Regions from separate parts of the Mus musculus genome. Here regions 1 and 3 are each linked to region 2. A link is a contact called in public Hi-C data. All regions are on one chromosome and are shown on one strand. Each heading gives the region's core, a stretch centred on a gene start, on an enhancer-like site or on the middle of the called end of the contact. The rest is flanking DNA. Distances are from core to core; before and after follow the strand shown.

What was found. A called contact is a pair of places that touch in the nucleus more often than the background predicts.
Region 1: a Hi-C map of cortical neurons shows a contact between it and region 2, with 4 times the contacts expected there. The contact joins two enhancer-like sites. A contact is called at or near these places in 2 of 484 Hi-C or Micro-C datasets (cerebral cortex and cortical neurons).
Region 3: a contact with region 2 is called in a Hi-C map of cortical neurons, with 2.7 times the contacts expected there. The contact joins two enhancer-like sites. A contact is called at or near these places in 4 of 484 Hi-C or Micro-C datasets (cerebral cortex and cortical neurons).

What each region holds. Positions count from the first base shown.
Region 1 is chr13:25,126,526-25,129,330 of GRCm38.p6, reverse strand. All of the region lies in intron 7 of Dcdc2a (doublecortin domain containing 2a), which reads right to left. Among named protein-coding and RNA genes, the nearest start is that of Dcdc2a, 72 kb to the right of the region's middle. Within about 2 kb of position 1,335, at least 8 of the 459 cell types and tissues checked have an H3K27ac peak or open chromatin away from gene starts, as enhancers often do. A contact at or near this core is called in cortical neurons, where this site is marked.
Region 2 is chr13:28,416,387-28,419,199 of GRCm38.p6, reverse strand. Gm40841 (a long non-coding RNA gene) reads left to right here. Exons shown (of 3, transcript XR_003950511.1): 1 at 1-115. Among named protein-coding and RNA genes, the nearest start is that of Gm40841, 3.7 kb to the left of the region's middle. Within about 2 kb of position 1,514, at least 225 of the 459 cell types and tissues checked have an H3K27ac peak or open chromatin away from gene starts, as enhancers often do. A contact at or near this core is called in cortical neurons, where this site is marked.
Region 3 is chr13:25,185,699-25,188,742 of GRCm38.p6, reverse strand. It overlaps Dcdc2a (doublecortin domain containing 2a), which reads right to left. Exons shown (of 10, transcript NM_177577.3): 8 at 967-1,067. Among named protein-coding and RNA genes, the nearest start is that of Nrsn1, 83 kb to the left of the region's middle. Within about 2 kb of position 1,307, at least 44 of the 459 cell types and tissues checked have an H3K27ac peak or open chromatin away from gene starts, as enhancers often do. A contact at or near this core is called in cortical neurons, where this site is marked.

The DNA.
Region 1 (2,805 bases), core at 86-2,585, 3.3 Mb after region 2:
GGCTGAGGCAGGAGGATGGTGAGTTTGAGGTCCGCCTGCACTGCATAGTAAAAGCCTATCTCCAAAATAAGAAGGAAAAGGGAGAGAGGGGTGGGAGGAGGGAGAAAGGGAAAGAGAAGAAAGGCAAGAAAGAGAGAAGGGGAAAGGGGGAGACAGGGAAGGAGGAAAGAGGGACAAAAAGAAGAGGGGGGAAGCAAGCATGGAGTATTTATGCGACTAAAGCTCTGAGAGAGAGAACGAGCAGGAGGAGCTTAGTAGGGAGGAGAGCTTTGCTGCTTTGCTGTGCAAGCATGAGGATCTTCGTTCTTATCCTCAAAAGCCACATAAAAAGCCAGATGTGGCCGTGGGCACCTGCAACCCCAGCACTCGGAGGCGCCAACTAAGGATTGCTGAGTACTGTTGGCCAACAGCCTGGTTACAAGTTTACTGAGAGACTCTGTCTCAGGGAATAAGGCAAAGTGTGAAAGAGCAAGACACCCAATGTCCTCCTTTCGTCTCTGCATGCATGTGCAGCAGGATGTACACACACACACACACTCGCACACGAACATACACATACAGTGCACACATACCACACACATGCATAGTATACATACACACATACACATGCATGCATGCCTGCAAAGACTTCACAATATTTTACTAGAAAATGTGGTTTAAACTTGTATAACCCATTTCCCAAATTTATACTTTTGAGCATCAAACTGTTATTGTTACAAACATCTATCAAAAGTCTTTGAATGTCTGCACCCCAAGCTCCACATTAGGAAATGACCTGGTTAAGAGATTCCTCTTAGGACCTGCCCATCCACTCTGTGCAGTAGGCTAGAGGGATGTCAGTCACCACCCTGAGGGGCTGCAGCCTCAGGACCTGTCCTTGGGATAAATGTGGAAGCATCTTCTTTCTGTCCTGTGGCACCAATCCCCTTTGGAAAATGACTTCTCTGTGTGCTTTCTTGCTGTGAAGCAAAGTGGTGCCTGTGAGGACCCAGCTACAGCGAGCTGTGGTCTTCTAGTGTGAGGGCCCCTGTCCCACAGTGGAACGTGGCAGCCTTTAGTGAGCTGTGAACTTGTACAGTGAGGGCACCCATCCCACAGTGGGATGTGGCAGTCTTTAAAGGGAGTGAAATCGGACCAATTTTGAATTACCATCCAAATGTATAGAATAGAAAGAAGTGGAAAAGCCTCTAAATTTAGGATGCTCAGAAGGTCTTTATAGATATTTTATCTTTATCTTTCTCCCCTCTGTGGTAGCACACAGCATGCTGATCTCCAATAAAGGTTCTATCTTAGGCCGAAAACAACTAGGGCAGCGGAGAAGAACAAAAATAGAGTGAGATGTAAAGTAGGCCACAGTCCCAGAAAAGCCAGCATGTTGTATGTGGGGAGAAACATCTCTGCCCTGTCTTATAGTAGCAACCAGCACTGTGGAGTCTCCCCAACACCGTTGTGAATGTGCGCCGGGCAGGGAGACCTTTGCTGCTCTCAGGATGCTGTTCCTTTTTATACATACAGGATAGACACCAAGGCCCAAGAAAAGACTTCATACCAACAAGGAAAAAAAATCAATATTTGCATGGCAAAACATGTGCTGGCATTTATAGGTTGCAGAAGGAATTTGACCATTGAAATGAAAAAGAGAAATTGGTTCTTCTTCACCAAGGAAAACTTGTGCATAAAGTCAAAATTGTCACCATTGAAGTAAAGCAATAAATTCAGAGCAATTGGTACCAAGGAAAGAAAATGCAGCTGCCGGGGGGGGGGGGGGGGGGGGAGTAGCTCAGCATGTGGTACCCAGCGGGCATCAGGGATGCTTACAAGTGAAGCAGCAGCATCTAGAAATGGATAGGACTCCTACACCTAAAGACATGAGGAGAGCTTGCACCCAATGTGTGGGAGATCTAGGGTGTTCACAAAACTGCATAATGAATGAGTAAGGACAGCTGGGGTGGCAGCTCATGCCTGTCATAACAGCACTTACAAGGCTGGGACAAGAGGATTACCACAAGTTAGAGGCCAGCCCAGGTTATACAAAAAGTCCAGGTTAGCATGGGCTACACAATGATACTCTATGCATTAAAAAAAAAAAAAAAAAAAAAAAAAGTAACTAAGTCTGGTCATGTGATACATAGATGCATGAACTAGAGGTCAGCCTCAGAGGTAGCATCTATTCCAGCATTCCCTGAAGGCTGAAGATGGACTCTGTCCCTGGCTGGTCTGTGTAAGATCAGAGGAGAGCCACTGTGACATCGGATTAAGGAAGAAAAAGGGCTGCAATGACTCCTCCCCACTCACAACTGGAAAAGGAGACACTGGAGTGAAGAGCCAGGAAGATGAGGCCTCTGCAGAATGTGAGACATCAACACACAGCCCTGAAGGAAGACTGGCCACCGCATCTCTCATTCCTCCCAGAGACCGGCTGCAGGTATTCACATAGGAATGTCCACCTCCAAGCCTGCTGCGCTCAGCCCAGGCATTTCTTTCTTTTTTTTTAAGATTTATTTATTTATTATATGTAAGTACACTGTAGCTGTCTTCAGACACACCAGAAGAGGGAATCAGATCTCATTATGGATGGTTGTGAGCCACCATGTGGTTGCTGGGATTTGAACTCAGGACCTTTGGAAGAGCAGTCGGGTGCTCTTACCTGCTGAGCCATCTCACCAGCCCCCAGCCCAGGCATTTCAAGAACTTTTGGCTACTGCACTGCCTTGGACTCTGGATAAACTGCTTTCTCCTTCCTTCCCTGTTCCCAGGCTGGGCTAGGGAACTGTTACACTAAGAACTTGAAAACTTAGCTTGTAA
Region 2 (2,813 bases), core at 265-2,764:
ACTGTCGTAAGATTGTCTGCTGCCAGCTCCGCAGTCTTAATCTAAGGAAGGATGGCATAGTGGATCTGCCAGCACGTGCATGGAGGAACTGTAAATTGCAGTGTGGATGTCCCTGGTACTGTCAAGGAAGAAACTGATGGGCTGGGTGACTGTACAGTGTCCCCAGAGAAAAATAGCAGCCTTGCAGCATGGATTTAAGTGCATGTGCATGCGTGTAGAGACATGGAAGAGACTGTGTAACACATACACACACAGAGAGAGATATGAGAGAGAGAGAGAGAGAGAGAGAGAGAGAGAGAAAGAGAGAGACTCTTTGCTGGGTTGGGTTTGATTACAAGCCAGTGTTTTCAGCTCCTGCTCAAGACCTATTTCCTGGCTAGCCAGAAAGCTCGGCCAGAGCAGCTGCATATAGACTTTTCTTTTTAACGGCATAGCAAACCCCTTCAGTTTTAACTCCTTGAAGTTCTAAGTGCTCAGCGTTGGGCTAAGGCTCACTGTACGGTTTTGTTTTCTTCTCCTACAGAGCCCTGTAAACACAGCTGTATTCAGTATGGCAGAAAAATTCTGTCCCTTAAATAGAAATGCGATCAATTTAATCAAAATAAATGTATCCCAGATGACTCTGAGGCCAGCTGGATACCACAGGCTTCAGAAGCTAAGCATTCAGTGGAGATGGATACAGTGTTAGATTTACATGCTTTCAAATGCTAGGATCAGCTATGCTTAATAAAGGAAATTCTTTAAGGAAAAGGGAGGGTCCTCCTGGCACCCAGCTATAGATGGTGACCACAGGTGCTGCTGCTGATCCTGGCACTGGGGTTTGTGGCTGTCGAGCTTGCAGGGGTGTGTGGCATGAGGCAGGGCACGGCTGATGTCAGTGTGAAGAAAGCTTGCAGCCTGCTTGAGGCTGTAGGAAGGAGGAGGGTGGCCTCTCATTGCCTCTGTCGGGGCTTGGCTGGTACTAGAAGCTTGTAGATAGATAAGGGTGAGCTGGGTGAACTGAGCTCTGAGCCGGGAGCAAGCAGCTTTCCCAGTTGTCATGGGGGCTCCTCTGGGACGCCTGTCTGGCCTGTCCTCCCACTGTTTGTTAGAAATTCTACAAAGCGGCTCTGTGTGCTGGATTATGTTTGGCCAGCTGTTGGTGCATTCCTGAGGGTGGGGTGGAGACAGGATCTTATTACTGTACTTCCAAACTGTAGATCTATGTGGGGAGAGAGAGAGAGAGAGAGAGAGAGAGAGAGAGAGAGAGAGAGTGTGTCAGGATGTGGTGGGGAGAGGAAAGAAACGCAAGCAAGTCTGATAATCCCTTCTCCTTCTCCAGGTTGTGCTAGAGGAGCATTCAGAAAGGCTATGAAGTGAAAGAGAGAAAGGAGAGGGTAAGGGGTGGGAGCACAGTGGAACAGCCATGAGACAAAGCAGAACTTCAAAGCTGCAGAGACGAGCAGAATGTCAGCAGCTTGTAATTAGCGGTTCATGGTTGCGTCAGAGACTGTATCTCTCCAAGAATAACTGTGTGCTGTGTGCCACAGAGTGCAGAAGACAGTCATAACTAAGTTATCAAGCACAGTTCAAATGAGGGCAGACACATGAAGGCATTTTCTGTTTGAAAATTAAGCAGGGCTGAAGTGCACATCTCACTGGCTGGATTCTGCCTAACTTCTGGCAGGAAATGCTCAGCGTATAGGAGGGTGTTTGTTAGATCAAACAGGGGACCCATAAGCATGCAGACTGAGCATGCAAGCTCCGTCCCTGTAAAATACCGTCCCAAACAGCCCGGTACTGCACTGCTGGGGTCCTGTCTCCGTATATACCCATTCGCTTTTGTATGCCAATGGGAGAAAGTTAAAAGTACACCCAAGGACATATGTCCCCATTAGATTCTAAAATCCCTACTATAGAATTAAAACCTGACTGCAGGTTCTGAGTTGTTTTGGTATTCTTAATTTATACGCTGAAGAAGCTCTTTTTTTGCAATTATCTTGTTGGTAACCCTGTGAGGAAGCGACATACCACTATATGATGTTGAAGGGCACCTTTCCCTTCCATCCCCTGTCTCTGTTATTTGGAGGTGTGGGGCGTTCTCTGGAGCCTCCAGGAGGAGCTGGTGGGAGGAGCTGATTGGCTAGCAGGCTCAGCGTGTTTACTCTTATTTGTTTTCAGTGCTCCTTCGCAGCGTGCATTTAGTATTTGTATTTGTGTTCATGCTGCACAATTACTACTGACCAGCTTTGTTTCTCTGCCCGAAGCGAAGTCAATTTTAGTTCAGCCCCTGCAGTTGAGTCCCTGGACAATATGCACATATGTATTATGTTACCCGTGTATGCACTTTTCCTTTTAAAAACGTGGATTAAGGAAAATTGTAGGCAAGGAGAGACGTGTATATGAAATCAATAGCTTTTTGAATCACATGTAATATAATTTAAATATACTCACTTTAAGATTGCCAAAGCCTATGTTGTCTGAGCCCAGTTAATTTACATCTTCGATTTAGTCAAGAGGTGGAACCTGCCAGATCAGAATGCTGTATTCTGTGCACCCAACAGGGTGGAAGACATTATTTTGTTTGTGTTAGTTCAAACAGCTGGTCATTAATGCAGTCCCCATTTCTAGAGAGAAACGCTGGTGGACATGAATGGCTGTCTGATTAATGCTGCCCCTCGGAGGGTCCTTCACCCAGCCATGCTCCTGCAGAATAATGTAGCATGATGTGATTGCACTCTAACAGGATAGTATGTCATTGTGTCACCAAGCAATTGAGGTTATTATGGGGCAGGGCAGACAGACGGGACAGTGGGGTTACTAGACCGTAGCAT
Region 3 (3,044 bases), core at 58-2,557, 3.2 Mb after region 2:
GAAGGGAAGAGAACTATGCTGTAATTCATATAATTCAAATTTAATAAGGAATTACTATAAATAAAAAAATGCATGGTAGGGTCTAGGGAGTTGGCTCAGTGGGTAAGAGCGTGCTAAGCAAGCATGAGGACGTCAGATGCCCAGAACCCACATGAAAGGCTAAGCAGGGCACACATCTTTGACCCAGTGCTGAGAAGGCAGGGACGGGTGGATCCTCAGGGCTTGCCAGCCAGCTGTCTAAGCAAACTAGTGAACTCCAGGTTTGCTGAGAAACCCTGTCTCAAAAGTAAGACAGAAAACAACTGAAGAAGACTCTCAGTGTCTACCTCTGACCTACACACACACACACACACACACACACACACACACACACACAAGGGGGGCTTGGGCATATGAGCACACATAAGCACACGGATAACTGGCTTACTTCTTGAAGTTAGCCAGAATTAACATGTCTTAATTTCTTCTGTTAGCATACCTTCCTGTAACACAAATAAGTCCACTGTCCCCCTGGCCTAGGAAAGGACATTACTACACACATAGAAAACATTTGAGTTCTATTTATGTGAGCAGTTCCTTTACAAAAGAAGAAGAGAAATCTAACCACAAAAAATATTGAAGACCCTGAAGGAGAGACTATCATGGCATTTTTAAAACACGTTTTCTTTTAGAAAATGACTTTTTCCTAAGATTAAAATTCCCAGCCAGTGCTTCGTTTTTAAATCGGACTTTGTGAGCTTGTGGCTCACATCCAGCTCCCTCTGTTTTGTCCTGCTTATTAAGAACATACCACTTCCACATTGAAGAGAGGCAGGTGGGTATTTTCTGGAGGAGTACCAAGAAGAACTTGGTATACCTCAGAAGTCATTTGACCTCTTGGCGCCTGAGTGTAGGGGGTCGGGGCCGGAGGGGGTAACAAGGCCATCACTGCTGGGTTCTGTGAATGTTTAGAGGCAGGAAGATTACCTGGTCCACTGGAACCTCAACCTGGGTGTCTTCATCTTCTTGAACTTCTGCTGCCCCCCTTGTTTCAGATCTCTCTGCTCCAGCTTTGAAAATGCCTTCACCTGTGGAGACAAACTCATATGAAAAAAAAAAAAACAAAATCCAATCGTGACATCGTGTGGCTGAAAGCTGACATTACAGTAAAATACCTAAAGAGGGATATGTAGATTTCAGTTCCTCTTAAAGATCCTGGGCCCCGATCATTATGCTTTAACTGAGAGGAGGTCCTGTGGCCAGAGGAAGGAGAGCAGAGCTCTGCTGGAATGGCTGCCTGCTCACACACTGCTGCTGACTGGTGCCGCCAGTCGCCAGAGATGGAAAAGCCTCCTGGCTGGACCCCAGTCCCCTCCTACCCAGCAATCAGTGACAACGTTCCCTGTGTTACAATACATTTAAGAGTTTCCATTTCCCTGGAGATTGCTATGCATTCAATATAATGTAGGCAAGCGATTCTCTTTATTGAGGGGAGGGAATCGTGTTTTTATTGCAACAGGCTCATGCACACAGTGGACTTTCTGCGGAAAATCAGCGTGCTCTAGCTTTGCAGATTTCTACAGGATTTTTCACAACCTGTGGCTTTAAGCTCTGACAACAGAAGAGACCTAAGCCCCTAGGGATTTAAGCTAAGCTCCTGTAACTTGCTTCCCTTTGCAAAGCAGCAATCTCTGTTGAAGAACTTTTAATGTCTCCCCTCGGGGGGCCTTCCCTTCTCCAGTCCCAGTAATCAAATCCTAGAGCCATCTGTCATTCTGTCTGTCTACTTGCTTCCAGACAGATTTAGTGCTTCAGCCACCCTCACAGATGTCTTCTTTGCCTAATTTTTAAGGCTCCCCAAGGATGGAAATGTTACCTCCTTTACGCTACTCCAGTGTTTGATTATCCCTGCAGCCTAGAAACTGATCCTGTCTTCTGTAACAAAGGCATGATTGTTAGAAAAATTACTTAATGCATGCCACATGACACCACACATTGCTAAAGGTCCAAGGTCAATCTTAACTATATGCAAAATGTATGTTTACATTTGTTGAGGAATAACCATACATAAGACACCAACACTGTAGTGTAAGACATGAATGAGACTTAGTTCCTAGACTGGGATGTAGGTCAGTGCACTCACGCTGTAGAGCACTCACACTGATGTAATCTGCTCCCTGTGGCTGCTTACAGCCCAACAAAGTGAGAGACACTGAACAGTGCAAAGTTGCTCAGAGGTCAGGGGTCTCATAGGTAAGAGGGCAGCAGCTGAACTGTTTCCTCTGGCATTAGGGAAGAGGGCTGGAGTGGAGTGAAATGTCTACCAGGCTCAACTGAAACCAAAACCAGTAGCAGAGGGAAGAGCCCACTGGGATGCTAATTCATTCTCATTATAAATGTTACTAAGGTGGTGGTGCTATACATTCTTAGGGAACATGCATTTCTTAAAAGTAGTGTTGTTATTCGTCTTGCTATAACATGTATACAGTTTGGGAAAGTTAGACGATGAAGGAAATAAATCCCTTCCGATACCTCATGGTCCAGAGACAGCAATTGCCAACATTTTCCAACACCCTCCTCCTCTTACTCCCCTTTTTCTTCCTTGTCTTCTCCTCTCTCCTCTCTCTCTCTCCCTCTCAAACAAATAAAACTTGAAATGTATAAGTCACTAAGTACTTTAAAATTATATCATGAGCACTTATCAAGACATTAAGTGTTCCTTGAAAACATTAAAAGTATGGCGAGACTGTGCCATAATTGCTAATGCAGATCGGATCTTGAAACAGATAGGAGACATTGTAAGAAGTTGATTGATGTCTAACTGCATTGAGATTAGTAAAGAAACGCCACTCTGGAATTAGGAAGCAGATTGTAGAGGTTCAGCCCCTGGTAGAGGAGGACCCACAGGCAAGTGCTATCTCCCTCTCTGTGTACACAGCAGAAGCAAATATCTCGCTTCTGATTCTTGTTTTCTAAGAGTAAGCCTAGAGCACTGTACACAGTAAGTTCACAGTGAGCATTTATTGAAAGTAAGGCGAAAAGCAAGCTCCAGGCTTACTCTTCTT